Linked DNA regions of Sus scrofa: regions 2, 3 and 4 are each linked to region 1. Evidence: chromatin contacts called from public Hi-C data. All regions are on one chromosome and are shown on one strand. The core of a region is the stretch at or near the end of the contact, and the rest is flanking DNA. Distances in the headings are between cores, read along the strand shown.

The links. Hi-C and Micro-C count contacts between places; a contact is called where the count stands out from the background.
Region 2: a contact with region 1 is called in a Hi-C map of omental adipose tissue, with 13 times the contacts expected there. The contact joins the promoter of ZNF470 here to the promoter of TRNAU1AP in region 1. A contact is called at or near these places in 4 of 47 Hi-C or Micro-C datasets (mesenteric adipose tissue, omental adipose tissue, retroperitoneal adipose tissue and 1 more).
Region 3: a Hi-C map of retroperitoneal adipose tissue shows a contact between it and region 1, with 12 times the contacts expected there. The contact joins the promoter of LAMA3 here to the promoter of TRNAU1AP in region 1. A contact is called at or near these places in 6 of 47 Hi-C or Micro-C datasets (liver, mesenteric adipose tissue, omental adipose tissue and 2 more).
Region 4: a Hi-C map of omental adipose tissue shows a contact between it and region 1, with 6 times the contacts expected there. The contact joins the promoter of LOC110261078 here to the promoter of TRNAU1AP in region 1. A contact is called at or near these places in 6 of 47 Hi-C or Micro-C datasets (epiblast stem cells, liver, mesenteric adipose tissue and 3 more).

Annotation. Positions count from the first base shown.
Region 1 is chr6:85,565,021-85,569,638 of Sscrofa11.1, reverse strand. TRNAU1AP (tRNA selenocysteine 1-associated protein 1) reads right to left here and starts at 2,209. Exons shown (of 8, transcript XM_005665150.3): 1 at 2,080-2,209; 2 at 1,357-1,454. The coding sequence starts at 2,106. It overlaps RCC1 (regulator of chromosome condensation), which reads right to left. Exons shown (of 11, transcript XM_005665141.3): 11 at 3,778-4,618.
Region 2 is chr6:60,878,389-60,883,006 of Sscrofa11.1, reverse strand. It overlaps ZNF470 (zinc finger protein 470), which reads left to right and starts at 1,971. Exons shown (of 3, transcript XM_013998861.2): 1 at 1,971-2,052.
Region 3 is chr6:108,546,978-108,551,595 of Sscrofa11.1, reverse strand. LAMA3 (laminin subunit alpha-3) reads right to left here and starts at 2,778. Exons shown (of 75, transcript XM_003482042.4): 1 at 2,365-2,778. The coding sequence starts at 2,682.
Region 4 is chr6:63,458,649-63,463,266 of Sscrofa11.1, reverse strand. It overlaps LOC110261078, which reads right to left and starts at 1,837. Exons shown (of 2, transcript XM_021095191.1): 1 at 1,134-1,837; 2 at 1-941.

The sequences.
Region 1 (4,618 bases), core at 960-3,459:
GCAGACTTGGCTTGGATCGATCCCAAGTTGCTGTGGCTGTGGTGTAGGCCGGCGGCTACAGCTCCGATTAGACCTGTAGCCTGGGAACCTCCATATGCCGCGGGTGCAGCCCTAGAAAAAAACAAAACAAAACAAAGTACTTTAGAGTTGGCCACATTTCAAATCTCTCATCTGTATTTTTCAATTACTTGATGTTTTTAGCACGCTGCTTTAGTACTTGGCACAGAGTAGACACTTGATAAACACTGTCAGATTGATAAGGAATCCTGTTATTTCTAACTAGAACCCTAAGGAAACCTACGACCCTCAAAGAGAAAGAAGAAACTGGAGGCAATAAATAAGAGCACTATTATATGGAAATCTATTCTGCATTTTGTCTTGTTTACATATTTACAGTCTCATTCCCCTGTTAGAATGTAGAATGTAGGAGAGAAATGACTGCATCTGGCTTGTTTCAGTCATATATTTTGGGAATCTAGAACCCTGGCATGTAGCAGTGTCTTACACAAGAGTTATGGGCACACATGAGCTTTGAAAACAGACCTGAATTAGAGTCTTGGCTTCTCATTTAACAGCTGCGTAACTTTAAGACAGTTACTATGCTTCTCTAATAATAGTACCTAGCTCAGGGGTTTTTGTGATTTTGAAATGCTTATTACCCAGCAGATCATGATCTGTTTATATTTACCAAGCATATACCATATGCCAAACACTGTTCTAAATGCTGAATGGGAATTAATGGCACTTAGTCCTCATCAGAACTCTATGAGGTAGGTGCTATTATTATCTCCATTTTTATGGTGAAGGACAGGGAGAGGCTGAGTAACTTGCTCAAGGTCACACAGCACACAGAGCGTTCAAACCCACTCTGGCTCCAGAGTCAGCAACACATTATACTTCCTCTCAATAAGCCCTGAAATGTTAGAATTTATATCATTGTAATAATTATTATTATTTTTTTTTTTTTTGTCTTTTGTTGTTGTTGTTGTTGCTATTTCTTGGGCTGCTCCCGCGGCATATGGAGGTTCCCAGGCTAGGGGTTTAATCGGAGCTGTAGCCACCGGCCTACGCCAGAGCCACAGCAACGCGGGATCCGAGCCTCGTCTGCGACCTACACCACAGCTCACGGCAACGCCGGATCGTTAACCCACTGAGCAAGGGCAGGGACCGAACCCGCAACCTCATGGTTCCTAGTCGGATTCGTTAACCACTGCGCCACGATGGGAACTCCTGTAATAATTATTATTAGGGGTGAGAAGCCTCTGACTCTCCGAAGGATGTTTACCTTCTGAATGACACCTGCAGTTGATCTACTAAGGGAGAACTGAGAAGACAAGAGGGGAGGAGAGAACATACCCAGTGAGGCGATTTCGGATAATTTTGACGCTCATCACAGTCTCTCCCATGGTGGCAAAGGCTCTGGAGATGAAGTTCTCATCCATGTAGGGCTCCAGCTGCGCAAATATAAGAGCAGAGCAGTTCAGGTCAGTACCCAGGCTCCTCATTCCCGGATCCGGAGCCCCTCCCTGCTCAGTCCAGGGTTGGGTGCACGCTGCGGGCAGGAGTAGGGTGAGGGTGAAGAGGTTTCCATCCACTCCGGCGTTCCCAGCCTCTTGCCTTCCTTCCCTTCAAGGCTGCTCCTTTTAGGAAGCCTCCCCCTTGGATTTAGGAACCCCATTCCTGCAGTCCTCGAACCAAGGCGCACTTCAATCCTTGGGATTCTTCCCATTCTATCCACGCAAAGACCCTCCCTTTTTCCCTCCCCAGAATCCAGGCTGGGCTGGGCCCCACGACCCCTCCCCCTCCGAATCAGCCCCCGCACCTAGATGCTAGGGCCTGCTTCGGCATCACTAAAACAACTCTCCTCATTCTCTTCCACCCTTTTGGGATCCGAGGACCCCTCCCCCTCAGACCCGGCCCCTTCACCTACACGCTGGGACTTGCTTTGGCACCACTGAGAACTCCCCTCCCCATTCACTGCCACCCTCTTGAGAGCCGAGGACCCCTTCTCTTCAGACCCTTTTGCCCTCGTGACACTATATTTCTCCTCCGCTGAACCGGGCGGCCGCCCCAACTCACGTCGCCCATCCACAGGCTGGCCGCCATGCCCGAGGCCCCGCCAGGCCTACGCGAGCCTCAGAGGCTGGCGCGTACGCCGCTCCGCGGGGTTGCGGCCTCCACGGCGCATGCGCCCCCATCGCCTTCTGCGCACGCTCGGCAATTCGGCGCCCAAGGCAACGCAGACTGGCGGGTCCGGGTTTTTCCGGATCCCTGTGGGCGTGTCTCGAACCGGAGCCTGCGGGATGGGGCGGGGCAGACACCGCCTTGCGCGGGACCGTGGGGGGCGTGAATGACTGGCTTTCTCCGGACTCTTTCCGGCTTTAAACACACGCGTACGTATAGAATTATAAAAGTAGTGTATGTTCATGGCAAAAACTTAAAATAGAAGCATATTTCCTAAAGTGAAAGATCCCTTTTGGAAGCCTGGACGATCCAGTTCCACTAACTATGTATGACCTCTGGCAAATCACTGGTCTGCCTCCGCCACCCCTTCAACCTGCTTTTCTCAGGTTACGAAACGGAAAGGACAGGATTTCTGTTGACGCTGGACTGGCATCCTTCCATCATTCCCATGCATAGAACTAGGCTGTGGGAGGGGAGAGGAGGGGAGGGCTAACCAACCAACAAACAAATCAATCCCCATCTTGTCACTCTCTTGCGTCTCACGTTCCCTACAATAATCCAAACCACCAGAAGTTCTAACCTCTCCCAGGAAGAGACTTGCCATAGAAGGCCTTCAGCAGACTCGATTTCGATGGCTAGATAATCCTGACAGTTTGACTCTTCGTCTGGGAAGGTCCCAGACCTCAGCCTCAGTTTGATGCCCTTTCCTCAGAATGTGAAGATTCTGTAGATGATGATTGTCATCTCCAACACTGAAGCTCATCGCTTGATGGAGAATCCATTTCCCAGGCTCCTTCTGGGTTGATGGCCACTTATGTCCTTCCTTGCCAGTTCATATATTCCAAACTTATGTTGTTGGGGCCCAAAGTCAAGCACTCTGAAGTCTTGAGATTCAACCAAGTTGCCACATTTCCAGCTTTATCCTATTCATGGCCGTAGTAGTGTAGCGGTTGGGTGCTTCAACTACACATTTGAACAAATGGAGCCCAAATCCCAGCCCCTTCCAATTGTGTTGTTGTTATTAGCGATGTGGGTAACAGCAATGCTTACCTCATACCATGTTTGTCGTATGGAGAAATTGAGAAGTTGAGAAAGCACTTGGCCTAATGCCTGGCATCCAGTAAGCTCTCCAACACAGCAGCTGGAGGACTTGGAATTATGACTGATAACTCTTGAGTACTAAAATTTGCCAGCCCTTGTGGGGTGCTCTTTGATTACTATTTTTAAAATTTATTTTACTTGTGCAAGACTTGTAAGTGTTTATTTTTAATTTAAAATGTAAGCTTCATCAGACAGGATTCCTTGTTGTTTCTAATCAAATTCCCACAACAATGTCTGGCATATGGGAGGCACTGAAAACATTTTTGAATTTGTCATAAATACTAAACAGTTCTCTCCTATCCCATCTATCCCTGCCCCTGAAGGCAACCACTTCCAAATCTTTTCCCTAAAATCCAAGTATTTCTAAATAACATACTTTCTCTTCATTTGTGGTTTCAGATCTTTTTAAGGACTGCACCTCATACATACACTTCACCATCTTGTAATTATAATTTTTCAAAATATCAAACACTTACATTATTATGACTTTGTAAACATTATTTATAGCTGAACCATATGGGGTGATTACATTTGTTTTCAGGTAACCAATTCAGGTTGGAGGAGAATGGGGGAAAAGATAAAATTGAGCGTATTTGATGTGTTTGAACACAAAAAAAGGAGATTTACTTCTCATAGACACTGACATTAAATTAATGATACTTATACCAAAAAACTAAGCATGTGAAAAACAAGGCGATTATTAACCACAGGGAATTTTAAAATGTGCAATGGTCATAATAGCAAAGACTTCTGGAACATTTACTCTGTGCCCAACACTGTTCTAACATATGTAAACACCTACAGAGAGCTTTATAACTCTTACATCCAATACAGGGAAAAGGAACTGAGGTTTTGGGCTCAGGTGGAGGCTGATTTAATCACCAGCCTAGGGAGTTCCCCTGTGGCTCAGCAGGTTCAGGACCCAGCACTGTCACTACTGTGGCTCAGGTTGCTGAGGTGCATGAGATGCGTGTTCAATCCCTGGCCCAGGAACTTCCACATCCCATGGGTACAGCCAAAAAAAAAAAAAAAAAAAAAAAAAAAAAAAAATCCAGCCTAGTCTGTGCACTTGCTAGCTTCTTAGCCTCAAGCTCGTCAGTTCTCAGGAACTTTTTTCTGAGGAAGAGCAATTCCTATTTCACAGGGCTGATGTGAGGATTGAATGAGCTATTATTTTATGCAAAATGCTCAACACTGCCTGTTTTAGGTCTCAATCCACAAGAGCTGTTACCAAGGACAGGGTACTTTCAATCTGCTATATTGTCAAAAGGGAAAACTTCAGTAAACTTAATCCAAATGCACTTTTTTTGAGGGGAGAGTGGGGCGAGGGAAG
Region 2 (4,618 bases), core at 722-3,221, about 25 Mb after region 1:
CGTGGGTATTGACTCGAATTGGAAACGTGTCCACACAATAAGCTGCACATGGATGTTTTTAGCAGTTTTATGAAAGCAGTCAAGATGTCCTTTAGTAGATGAATGGAAAAACACTGTGGCACATGCAATAGCTTATTAGTTGACTAATACTAATAAATATTATTAATTTAATAACATTAATGATAAAAAGAAATGAGCTTTAAAGAAAACATGGAGAACCTTGGAGTTCCCATCGTGGCTCAGTGGTTAATGAATCCAACTAGGAACCATGAGGTTGTGGGTTCAAGCCCTGGCCGTGCTCAGTGGGTTAAGGATTTGGCGTTGCTGTGAGCTGTGGTGTAGGTTGCAGACTCGGCTTGGATCCCGTTGTTGCTGTGGCCCTGGTGTAGGCCGGTAGCTACAGCTCCGATTAGACCCCTAGCCTGGGAACCTCCATATGCTGCGGGAGCGGCCCAAGAAATGGCAAAAAGAACAAAAAACAAAAAACAAGAAAAAAACAACCATGGAGAACCTTAAATGCATATTAAATTCTAAGTGAAAGAAGCCATTCTGGAAGTCTATATATTACCTGATCCCAACTCTAGAACATTCTGGAACAGACAAAACTATGGAGATAGAAATAACAGGGGTTCATAAAGATGAAGAAGGACGAACAGGTGCAGCACAGGACATTTTTAGGGCAGTGAAACTATTCTATGTACTACTGTAATGGATACATATTCTTATACATTTCTCAAAACCCACATAAGTGTACAACACAAAGAGTAACCTTAATGTAAACTATGGAGTTTAGGTACTAATAATATATCAATATTGATTCATTAATTGTAACAAATGTACCACATTAATGCATAAATGTTTCCTATAAGTGGTTTTTGTTTGTTGCTTTTTGGGCCACAGCCACACCACATGGAAGTTCCCAAGCTAGGGGTCCAATCAGAGCTACAGCTGCCCACCTATGCCACAGCAACGTTGGATCCAAGCCAGGTTTACAAACTACACCACAGCTCATGGCAACACCGTATCCCCAACCTACTGAGTGAGGGCAGGGATCGAACCTCATGGATACTAGTCGGATTTGTTTCCACTGCACCACAACAGGAACTCCAGTTCCTGTGTTTTTTACAACTGCATGTGGATTATATTTATCTCAAAATAAAATATTTAAAGTCATAATCACCATTTAAGACTAGCTGCTGTTTCCATTTTTGTGGCCATTCAAACATTCAGCAAGTGTTTTTGTACTTGGCCTTGTGGTTTATGGTGTAAGAGTCCCAGCCAGGAAGCCAGATCCCTACCCCAGCTCCCCAACTGGTCTCTGGTGCCACCTCCCTTGTAGGCACCACTGTCCTCGTCTGGAAAGTTGCTTAATTGTAAGGATTAAATACGTGGTTCAAAAATCATAAAAAGCCAAAAACAGGAGCTGGCATATAGGAAACTCAGAAAAGGGGAATTTTTTTTTTTCTTATGATGACTTGCTACTTCTTGTCTCTGTATGCTTTATAAATCCTGTATGCTTTATAAATTTTCTACAAATCAGCATGATTATCACACTCAAGAAGGTTGCCCGCGGAGTTCCCTGGCTGCTCGGTGGGTGAAGGATCTGGTATTGTCACTGCTTTACCCCGCATGCCGTGGATGTGCCAAAAAATAATAATAAAAATAGGGGAGTTTTCTGAAAGAAAGAAAAAGAAAAGGAAAAGATGCCCAGGATGGTCCCTCAGTCCAGCCCGGAAGTCCGGAGTATGGTCCCCCCTCCCTCCCAGAGCAATCCCTCCCCACCTCCGCTTTTTCTCCTTCTTCCTCCCCTTCCTTCCCTCAATCACCAGCCACACCCCCATCCCGTTTGGCCGTGGTTCCGCTGCCGCGGGGGCCTCTGGGAGATGGAGGCGCGCGGTCGGGGCTCGGGCCTGCTCGGCTCCGTGGGTGCTGAGGCCTGAGCGGAGGCGGAGGCGCGCGGGCTTTTGGGAAGTGTAGTCCTCCCGACCGCGCAGGCGCAGTGCGACCCGGAGGGCCTAGGGCGCCGGTCGTTGTCCGGACAGAGCAGCGCTGGTGAGTCCGGCCCCGGGCAGGGCGGAGAGGTGGCGTGCTGACTGAGGGGAGGGCGTGAGGGCCAGCGGGGGTCGTGCTGACTGAGGGGAGGGCGTGAGGGCCAGCGGGGGTCGTGCTGACTGAGGGGAGGGCGTGAGGGCCAGCGGGGGTCGTGCTGACTGAGGGGAGGGCGTGAGGGCCAGCGGGGGTCGTGCTGACTGAGGGGTGGGCGTGAGGGCCAGCGGGGGTCGTGCTGACTGAGGGGTGGGCGTGAGGGCCAGCGAGGAACGTGCTGACTGAGGGGAGGGCGTGAGGGCCAGCGGGGGACGTGCTGACTGAGGGGTGGGCGTGAGGGCCAGCGGGGGACGTGCTGACTGAGGGGAGGGGCGGTCAGGCTCAGGAAAGGGGATTATGGACTGAGGAGAGGAGAGAGGCAGGTGCTTGCAGACCGAGGGGAGGGGGCGTGGGGAGGGATGTGAAGGCTCTGGGGGAGGGAATTGAGGGTTGAGGAGAGGATGTTCGGCCTGAGGGGAGACGTGCCGGCTCAGAGAGAGGGCTGTGAAGAGGCGTGCAGGAAGTTTACCCCGACAGTCTCATGGGATGCAGAAGGGGGTGAACCTGTGTGCACGTGTGTTGGCCCGAGACTGAACCTTTGACATCTGTTTGTGTGGATCTCCTTCTTTGTGAAGGCCGAGGAATATCCCGTGTGTGTGTGTGTGTGTGTGTGAGCGAGCCTACCAGCCTTGGTCTCCGTGGGTGTACTCTGTGTCTAGTCTTGCCTGTCCCTGTGAGGGGTTGTCTCTGGGTGACTGCCTATGTCCACATCCTTCATTGGTTGTGTGCGTGTGTCTGCCTGTATTTCTGTCCTCAGTGTCTCTGAGTGAGGATGTCATCCAGGTGTCCCCCTGTCTCATCTGCCCAGCAGGTCTCCTGGCCTGGGGTCCTCAGATTCCCCAGCCTCTTCCTGCCCCTCAGAGCCTTCTCTGGCTCATGGGAGAATCTGGAAGGTTGAGGGGGCAGGAAGTGTGTGGGTGACAAGATAGGGGATGGGGAGGCTGTTTCTTCTATTGCCTCTCAAAAGTCTTCTTAAATGAGGATCAGAGACCCCTACAACCTCCTGACCAGGGTTGATTTGTTTATGGAATGTGTATTGTGTATTGTGCTATTTTGGGCATTTTGTGGGGACTACCTCATTTATAAGACTCCCAGTAACTCCAGGGTAAGGACCTCATCATCCGCATTTCACACATGGGGAAACCAAGGCTCAGTGATTTAAGTGAGTGACCAAACTCGCCACCCAGGCGTCTGGGTTCCAGAGCTCCCACGCTTAGCCACCAGACAAATGGGAAATCCTTTTTTCCTTTCAGCTCATCCGACACAGAGTTGAAGGATTTTTTTTTTTTTTTTTTTCTTCCCCTCATGGGAACCTTACCCTTAGAAACAATGGAAGGAAGGAAATGCCAGAAAACTCGAGGAAGGAGAGGAAGGAGGGAGCCACTGGCTTTGCAGCCACACAGATCTCAGGCCACATGTGTTCAACAGTCATCAACCCCCTGCAAGTCACTTCTCAGACATTTCTCTGTGCCTTTGTTGCCTTTGTGGGCTCCCCTCTTTTTTTTTAATTAAAAAATGTATAGTTTATGATTGATATAAAAACAAGTATAATCCAGGCTGGATTGGATCCACCTCTTTAAAAAAAAAATGATTTTAAAGAAATTAAGACATTCTTTTGAGCCTCTACAGATAAGTTACTTCCTAGGTAAGTTGGCTCTGGTCACATCCCTATCCAGCCAGATCCAGTATTGACTTCACAGTGCAGGGATGGGAGTCAGATGGAGATCGCCAGTCCAGAAAGAATACATTTTGTTTGTTTGTTTGTTTAAGTGAAGTATAGATTTATAATGTTGTGTTAATTTCTGCTGTACAGTAAAGTAACTCAGATATACATTCTTTTTCAGATTCTTTTCTATATAGGTTATTACAGAATATTGAGTACAGTTCCCTGTGCTATACAGCAGGTTCCTGTTGACCATCCATTCCATATACAGTAGTGTGCATATGCCAGTCCCAAATTTCCAGTCCATCCCTCCCTCCACCTCTCCCCTTTGGTAATCTTAAGTTTGTTTTCTGAGTTTGCTTCTGTTTTGTAAACAAGTTCATTTGTATCATTTTTTTAGATTCCACATGTAAGTGATATCATGATATTTATCTTTATCTGGCTTACTTCACGTAGTATGATAATCTCTAGGTCTATCCATGTTGCTGGAAATGACATTGTTTTGTTCTTTTTTATGATTGAGTAGTATTTCATTTTGAATACATACCACATCTGTATCCATTCCTCTTTCGATGGACATTTAGATTGCTTTGATGTCTTGGCTGTTGTAAGTAGTGCTGCAGTGAACATTGGGATACATGTATCTTTTTGAATTATGGTTTTGTCCAGATAGATGCCCGGGAGTGGGATTGCTGGATCTCATGAAAGTTCTATTTTCAGTTTTTTGCAGAACCTCCATACTGTTTCCATAGTGGTCATACCAGTTTATATCCTACCAACAGTGTAGAAGTGTTGTCTTTTTTCCACACC
Region 3 (4,618 bases), core at 1,529-4,028, about 23 Mb before region 1:
GAAAAAGTAAGTACTGTTCTAAAGAAATGAATGCTTTGGAGAGAGCGTTTTGAAAAAGAGATGTTTGGAAATGTCTCATCTTTTGTTGTTGAAAAGATGAAACTGTGTTACTCTAAAAAGTCTGCTGATTTGGGCATCTTAAAAACACAGAAACAGAATTTTGTAACACGTATTATTTTTGGAAAGAAGGGTGAACTCTGAATCTATTGTTTATAACAAAAAACACAACACTTTCCTACCAGGAAGTACTGAATTCTACTTGGAAAATGAACATATACTGGCCAAGTTTCTACTTATAAAAACTTTTAGAATAACTGGAGGATGGAGCAGCAGTATGAATACCATGATTTAGAAAATTCATAAAGGTCCCACTCTTAGAAAGGTCTCTCACTAAGTTTAATGTGCTGCTATCACAACTTGAAATTCATAATTTTTGAACAAACAGCTCCACACTTTTATTTTGCAATGGACTCTGTAAATTATGCAGCTGTGGCGTTCCCGTCGTGGCTCAGAAGAATCTGACTAGCATCCAGGAGGACTCAGGTTCGATCCCTGGCCTTGCTCAGTCCATTAAGGATCCAGCGTTGCCATGAGCTGTGGTGTAGGTCACAGATGCGGCTTGGATCTCGCATTGTGTAGTTTGTGGTGTAGGTTGACAGCTGCAGCTCCAATTCGACCCCTAGCCTGGGAAGCTCCATATGCCCTGGGTGCATCCCTAAAAAGACCCCCCCAAAAAAATTATGCAGGTGGTTGTGGAACTCTGGAGTCAATGCTGTTCTCTTATTTGAATCTATGTATTTTTTGAGGTGACAAGAACCACTGAAATCCAGTATTAATATAAAACCAGGAGTTCCCGTCGTGGCTCAGTGGTTAACGAATCCGACTAGGAACCATGAGGTTGCGGGTTCAATCCCTGGCCTTGCTCAGTGGATTAAGGATCCGGCGTTGCCGTGAGCTGTGGTGTAGGCCAGTGGCTATGGCTCCGATTCGACTCCTAGCCTGGGAACCTCCATATGCCGCGAGGGAGCGGCCCTAGAAAAGGCAAAAAGACAAAAAATTTTTTAAATAAATAAATAAAACCATGAATGGCTATCATGTTAAGTGCTAAACTGCATTTGTCAAAAATAATTATATATGATTACATTTGGATATTTATTTTTATAACTATACACAATCACAAATAAAACATTCGGAGAAAGCAAAATTATTTGGGGCTGTTAATAAAGAAAATTTCAAGTGTTTTCATCATTTGTAAACTGTACTTTTGTGTGTTTTATAGAACACAAATTAATAAAGTCATACATGCATATAATTTATAAATAGGTTAGCATATACTGCATAAGAATATACCACATATTGAACTTGTTATTTATGGAAGTGCTTGGTCAAAAGACTTTCTAAAACATTGACCTAGACTCTGAATGATAATCTTTTGCTTTTGGAGCCCAAACTCTCTCTTCCCGCTACACTTTTCGCCGCAATATTTCCCGGGAGAGGGAAGGAGGTGATGACGGCTCAGTGTAAAGAGGATTTGAGGTCAGGACTGGGTTCAAATCCAAGTACCCTACTTTATGACATAGGCACATTTCCTAACCTGCTCACATGACCCAGTGCCCAGCGGTGTTGTGAGGACTGTATGTAAGGCCTGGCACACTTTCAGATGGTGGTGAAGCACCAGAGACACAAGCATTTACACAGGTGTTCACAGTAAGCGTCTGATGGACTCCAAGCACCGTGTCCATCTCTGTCCATTTCAAGTCTCATTAGCCCCAATGACTCTGGATGGGCACTTCAGGCGGTGGGGTGAAGTGTGTCTTTTCGGTGAGACTGGAGTGATACTACAAGTTCTCTCTTAAAAGAAACCGCGGAATCTAACCGCTGCCAACTTCTCCGGCATAAGGTCGGGAAGATAAAAGGCCTCGAAAGAGAGGCGTGGATGAAGCCCAGGGTTGGGGGGTGAGGGGGCCTCAAGGCTGGCTGGGAACTACCTGGGTGACGGAGGCAGGGCAGGACTACAGGTCAATGCATTCCTAGGGCGCAGTTTCAGACTTTCTCCTGGACGCGCCCAAACTTAACCTAAGCCTGCACGCGCCTTGCGTGCTTTACCCACCCGGCCTCGGGCGGCGTGAACGAGGGCTGTGCTCCCGCAGGATTACCTACCTGGGCACCATGCTCACCTCCCCAGGTCGCTGGCCCGCGAAGGGGTTAGGGGAGCCCTTCCAGGCCGCCTTGGGGCACGAGAGTGCGGGGGAAAGGGCCCGACCCCTTCGCAGAGGATGGCTGGCCCGCGCAGGGAGGGGGAGGGAGCCCGCCCGGAGGGAGCCCGCCCTCGGCCGCCTCTCCCAGCCTCTCCCGGGCCCTTACCTGGATGGTTTGGCCGCTGCCCGGGGCGGTGGGCCCCCCCACCAACTTGCAGTAGAGCTCAGGCCGCGGCCGCGCGCCGTCGGGCTCCCGCTCCCCGCAGGTGGCGGTGGCCCAAATCCTCGCCGCCTCGGCCAAGTTGAAGTAGGGCGGGTGCAGGCTGAGCTGGGCCGGGGTCGGGGGGCCCCGAGCGGCGGGGCACACGGCGGGCGGCAGCAGCAGCAGCAACAGCCGCAGGAGCAGTGGCAGCCCAGATCGAGATGCCCAGCCCCGAGCCTGCGCTGCCGCCGCCATCCCTCCTGCGCTGTCCTCCTGCCGCATTTGCCCGCGGAGAGGCTCCGGGACACCGCCGTCCAGGGGCACGAGCTTCACGCGGCAGGCTAGCGCAGCCCGGGTGTGGGCGGAGGCGGTGTCTGATCCGCGCCCGCGCCCCACGCGCCGGGAGCCCGCGGCGAGGGGGCGGCTCCTTGGTTCTGGAACGCGCTGCGGCCGGAGCGGGTACCCGCCGAATCACGAACTGACAGCGCCTGGCCTCAGCCGCAGGCTTGGTCTCTGCAAGCTCGCCGCGCGCTGCAAACTAGAAGGCAGAAAGGGTGAAAGGCGGTCCCCCGGTCCCACGCTAGCGGCTGATGCCGGCCCCCGACCGCCCCACCTTCCCACGGCCAGGGCAGACACCAGATTCTCCTCCAAGATCCTCTCGGTGGACCTGAGACAAGAGGGGAGGAGGCTTGCGGCGATGGGGGGTGAGAAGCAACTGCCGCTGCATGCAGAACTTACACCAAAGATGTTGGGTTTCCCAGACAAGTCTCAGTTGTCGGAAGGCAAGTTCCATCAATTCTCAGACACTGTGCCAACGATATCTATGACACTGCAGCCACATATTGAGTCTAGGATCAAAGGAGCTCCGGGGAACTGGTAGTGGGAGAACATATACAATGTAAAGACAGCCACTAATGCAAGTTCTGGTTTGCCAAGCTGTAAAGGTACCGTGGAGGAAATGCTTGAGATGTTCAATCTGCTTTATTTTACAGCTACACGGAGGTGTTGAATGTTGTAGTCCAGCTGTCACATTGGCCTCTGGGCAAAGGACTCGAACTCCTTACCCCCTCAGGATTGAGGCTTGGTCTTTTAAGCAGGACATGTCACCAAAATCGAGCCCACAGAGGCCCTTTAACAATTAAAAGAGGGAGTTATTGATGCAGGCCAGGGCGGATGGAAGTGCCTGCAGAGAAAGTAGGACTGGAGCTTCGAAGGATGGAGAAGGGAAAAAGAGGGAGGATGTGAGATTACTGTTTGAACCAAGGTTAAGAAAGGGATTTTAAAAATTATGACAGTTGAAAGGAGAGGAAGCTAGCCAATGTGTTTATTAAATACCAGAATTTGCTGTAGGAAGAAGGAACCATGTCGATTTAATCTTCTGTTCTTCAAGAATAAGAGGAGAGACAGGAATTTGTGAGCATAACACAGAGGAGCTGTAAGTACATAAATCGACTACATAAAAAATAACAGTGTGTACATCAAAAAGCAAACCAGGAATTCCTTTGTGGGCTAGTGCTTAAGGACCCAGGAGTTGTCACTGCTACGACTGGGATTAGATCCCTGGCCCAGGAACTTTCACATACTGTGGGCATGGCCAAAAATAAATAATTTTTTTAAAAAAAGCAGACCAGACAAAAGTTAAAAAAAAAATGAGGGAGGAGAAAATGTATACCATAAATAACTTAGAATTCACGATTTTAATATATAAAATGCTTTTACCAAATAATTAGAAAAAGATGAAAACTCGGGGCTTAGAAACCTAAAAAATCTTAGGAAAATGAATTCTTAAGCTAATAAATAAATGAAAAATAGTTTGGCCTTTCTGAGAATTGAAATGTAAGCAAAGAACTAATGAGACTCATGTTTCACCTATCAAACGGGCCAAGATTGTTTTTTAATGATAAAACTGAATGTTAAAGAGAACTCAGGGAATCAAATATAACATCCTTGGTGGAAGTGTAAACCAAAATTTCCTTTCAGGAGGGGAATTTTTGCAGTGCTTAGCAAATGTCCTCTATGTGCATATATTTTGCCTTAACAATTTCACTTGTAAAGATTTTTATCTGGGAAATGGTTGAGAAAGTTTGCAAAGACTTAATGGCAAGGACTTATCAGAGATATTTTAATTTTCTTAAGTTTTTGTTGTTGTTTTAGGGCTGAATATGGAAGTTCCCAGGCCAGGGTCAAATCTGAGCTGCCGGCCTTCACCAGAGCCACA
Region 4 (4,618 bases), core at 588-3,087, about 22 Mb after region 1:
TTCCTGGTCAGGCCGGGTCTCCAGCACATCCCGCCCGCGCAGGACGGAGCACCGGGGCGGAGCCGTCCCACATCTTGGCCCACGTCTCATTTCTTTTGTGCCTTCGGGTTCCTGTGACACCCTGGGCCCTGAATCTTGGGCAGGATTGAATTTCAGGTTTAAGCAAGGAAGCTGGTCCAATTCCAGCCGATTAAGAATTACACACCACAGGGTAGTTCACAGATACCTGTGTCCTGTTAAGTGGAATAAATCTGGTTTCCTTGCAAGAGCCTTCTGGCCATTGTCACATAGATTAAGGTGTCTCAGACTCACTCCCTCCCCCCGACTCTGGCTCCCTCCTCAGAGACAGTGGGGTCACACACAGGCCTGTCCCCTTTTCCCACTGGAAGCTCAAGACACCCAGTTTCTCCTGGGGGAGCCCATGGGTCTCCTCACGGTCTCTCTGTGCAGCCACGTGGGGCCACAGTCCCACCTGGCCCCTTGGGGGGCCCCAGCCTGGCCAGCATGTACCACGGGCACGACCCCCACCCTATTCCCCAACAGACCGCAGACACAGGCAGCTTTCTGTGACACCCCTCTAGCTGGTGCATGTTCTCCCAAAGACCCCACTTTCTCTGCAGGCTCCCACTGGCCCAGGGCCCTCCCCTCTGGTCCCAGGCAGCGCGGGACCTCCAGAGACTCTGAGGTGGGGGAGGGGAGGTTTGGAGCCAGGTCGGCTCAGAAGTCAGGGGGAAACCGCAGACCCCACAAGACAGACTTCTCCCAGCAGCTGCCCGGGAGCCTCTGTCCTACCTGGTCCCGTGAGCTGCAGCAGTGTCGCCGAGGTGCGGCTCCCGGGCTGCCTTAGCGCGGTCTGACCGGGGAGTGTGGTGGAAGCCTTCGCCTGGTACAACCGGCCTCTGCAGCCGCCCAGGAATTCTGCGTTGAATAATTTTTAACTTCTGCTTGAGAGAAAACCAAGGTTGCGTGCAGCGTCTGTCTACACAGACGCCCAGGGGCTTTCATGAAGGCGTTAAAATCTCAACGGTGACAAGGATCCCACCTTGGCAAGAGGAGGGCAAGAAGCACAGGAGAAGAAAGCGGTCCCAGGGCTGGGGGGTCAGCGGGCGAGCAGGCGAGCAGTGGGCTCTTACCTCTGCCCCGACGAAGGGCGTCTAGCTGGGCACCGACCACGGCTCCCGGCACCTCGGGCGCTGCCGCCTTGGCGACCGCTCCCCACCCACGGCCCCCAGCTCCCCCGGCCTCTAACCCCACACCCGGCTCGCAATTTCTTTCGACAGCCTCATATTTCAAACTGCCAGCCAGGCACCACCCCTGCAGGCCTCCCGCCTTCCACACTGGGGCTAGTTCTGTGCCCGTCCAAGGCTGGGCCTGTGACCTTGCAGCTGTGCGTGCAGAGGCCACTCAGCGCTCCTGTGGGCCCTGCGGCCGCCAGTGGGGAGCCCCGGCCTGCCCCGCCCAGAATGGCCTCCACACCCCGAGCTGGGAGACCCGAGTTTTCCTTTAGAAAGAGCTCAGTTTCTCCGGCTCTGGGACCGGAGTGACGATTGCCCAAGGTACCTCAGGGAGGCCTGCAGACCCCACGTGGGAGGGCACCGGGCCCCACAGCACGTGGGGTCACCACTGCCCAGCTCTGTTCAGCCATGTGGGCCCTGGGCTCAGTGCTGGGTCTTGGAGGCCTCGTGAGGCGGCTGGGGCTCTTGCCCAGAGCTGTGGCTGAGCAGAGGCCAGGCTCGAGCGGCCTGGGCAGATGGGATCAGGAGAAGCTGGCTCCCACCACCCTTCCCCATCCAAACTCTTTGCGTAGCATGTGTGACCCCTGCACACCGCAGGATCTCCTCGGGGACAGGTGAGTGGACCAGGAGGGTGGACGAGGCAGCCCTAGGCCCTCTGCCAAGGAGGCGGGGCTCCAGTCCAGGCCCATGAGTGAACCTTGGGTACATGCCTGCTGGGTAAGGGTCCCTCTCAGGACCTGCCCTCTGGCACAGCAGCCACAGCCAGGCTGGGGGGCAGGGGCTGGGCAAGGCGGCAAGGCCGGGACACTCGGGCGGCCTGTTGGAGTGCGGATGGCTGGGGCTCCTCAGGCAGGAAAGCCCCGGGCCTTCCCACCCTGCAGATTGCGCTGGCTGTTTGGGGTGCTGGCCCTGTCACCCCACATTTCTTTCACCTCCCCTTTGCTTTCAGCACCTTCTTCCTGGATGCATCTGTGTAGCCTGACCCGCTCCTGGCTCTGCGTGTGCCCCCAGGCGGCCCCCCACAGCTCTCCAAGGATGCCGGCACCCAGCTCGCCATGCCCCCAGCTGCCTGCCTAGTCCACACCTGGCCGCTTTTTCCACACCTGGCCACCTCTCCACACTTGTCCACCTCTCCACACCTGCCCACCGGTCTATACCTGCCCACCTGTCCACACCTGCCCACTCTGCCCACACCTGCCCACCTGTCCACACCTGCCCATCCATCCACATCTGCCCACTCTGTCCACACCTGCCCACCCATCTATACCTGCCCATCCATCCACACCTGTCCACCTGCCCACCCCTGCCCAGCCTGTCCACACCTACCCACCGCATCCACACCTGCCCACCCGGAGCTGATGCTCAGTTCCCACACGCAAGACGGCAGGTCCCCGCTCCACGACTCAGATCATCACCTTTGTTCCACTTTACAGTTCTCTCCGCGGAGGTTATGCATATTCTTGCTTAATTCCTAGATGCTTAATTTTTTTCATTGCTGTTATGAATTCTTTTTTTCCTAATTGGTTATTGCAGTATAGAGCAATGCTATTTATTTCCTTTCATTTAAAAAATTGAAGTAAATTTTATGCAACATAAAATTAGCTGTTTTAAAGCGTACAGTGTATCGTTGGTGCTTTCACAGCGTTGTGCAAACACACCCTCCCTACCTAGTTGCAGAGTGTTTTCACCACTCCAGAGGGAACCCTGTCCCCATTACACAGTGACTCACCTTTCTCCCCGGAAACCACCAGTCTGTTTTCCATTTCAATAGGTTTCCCCAGTCTGGATATTTCACAGAAATGGAGTCTTACAATCTGCAACCTTTTGTGTCTGGCTCATTTACCATACTATTTTTTTCGTTTTGATAAAACACACGTAATGTAAAATTTGCTATTTAAACCCATTTTAAGTGCACAGCTCCGTGACGTCAGGCGCATTCACATTGCTGTGCAGCCATCATCACCACCCATCTCCAGAAACTCTTCATCTTCCCAACTGAAACTCTGTCTCCTTTGAACTCTAACTCCCCTCATCCTCGAGCCCCTGGCACCCACCCCCCTACTTTCAGCCTCTAATCTAGACACTTCGAGGACCTCATTTGAGTGGATTCATAATTATTTGTCCTGGAGTTCCCATCATGGCTCAGCAGAAATGAATCTGGCTAGTATACATGAGGATGCGAGTTCAATCCCTGGCCTCGCTCAGTGGGTTAAGGATCTGGCATTGCCATGAGCTGTGGTGTAGGTCACAGACATGGGTCGGATCCCAAGTTGCTGTGGCTGTAGTGTAGGCCCGCAGCTGTAGCTCTGATTTAACCGCTAGCCTGGTACCGTCCACATGCTGTGGGTATGGCCCTAAAAAGCAAAAAGCAAAAAAAAAAAAAAAAAAAAAAAAAAAAGAAAGAAAATTGTTTGTCCTTTATGACTGGCTTATCTCACTCTGCCCAATGTCCCAAGGAAAATAAGACTCATCTTTATAGCTTGGTTTTTTTATTCAGCAATTTTATTAGACTCTTATTCTAAAGTTTCCTCATTTATTCTACCATTTTTCCCCCTGATAGATGATTGTATCTTCTGTGAATAATATTGATTTTTATCTCTTCTCTTATAATCCATGTGTCTCATTTATTTTTCTTTCCTTATCATGTTGGTTACAGTCACCAGTCCTGTGTTAGGCAGTAACTGTAACATAGAGGCACACTTGACCTGACCTCAACCAGATCTTGAAGAGAATGAATGAGAAGTTTCTCCAGTTAGTATAAATTTTGCTACAAGGCTTTGATTGTGAACTTTTTTATAACAATTTTTATTTTTTCCATTATAGTTGGTTTACAGTGTTCTGTCAGTTTTCTACTGTACAGCAAAGTGACCCAGTTGCACACATACACACATTCTTTTTCTCACATTATCCTCCATCATGCTCCATCACAAGTGACTAGATATAGTTCCCAGTGCTATACAGCAGGATCTCATTGCTTATCTATTCAAATGCAATAGTTTACATCTATTAACTCCCAATTCCAACTCCATCCCACTCCCTTCCCCTCCTCCTTGGCAACCACAAGTCTGTTCTCCAAGTCCATGAATTTATTTTCTGTGGAAAGGTTCATTTGTGCCATATATTAGATTCCAGATATAAGTGATATCATATGTTATTTGTCTTTCTCTTTCTGACTTACTTCTCTTAGCATGAGAGTCTCTAGTTCCATCCATGTTGCTGCAAATGGCATTATTTTGTTCTTTTTTATGGCTGAGTAGTATTCCATTGTGTACATGTACCATATCTTCTTAATCCAGTCGTCTGTCTGACATTTAGGTTGTTTCCATGTCTTGGCTATTGTGAATAGTGCTGCAATGAACATATGGGTGCATGTGTCTTTTTCA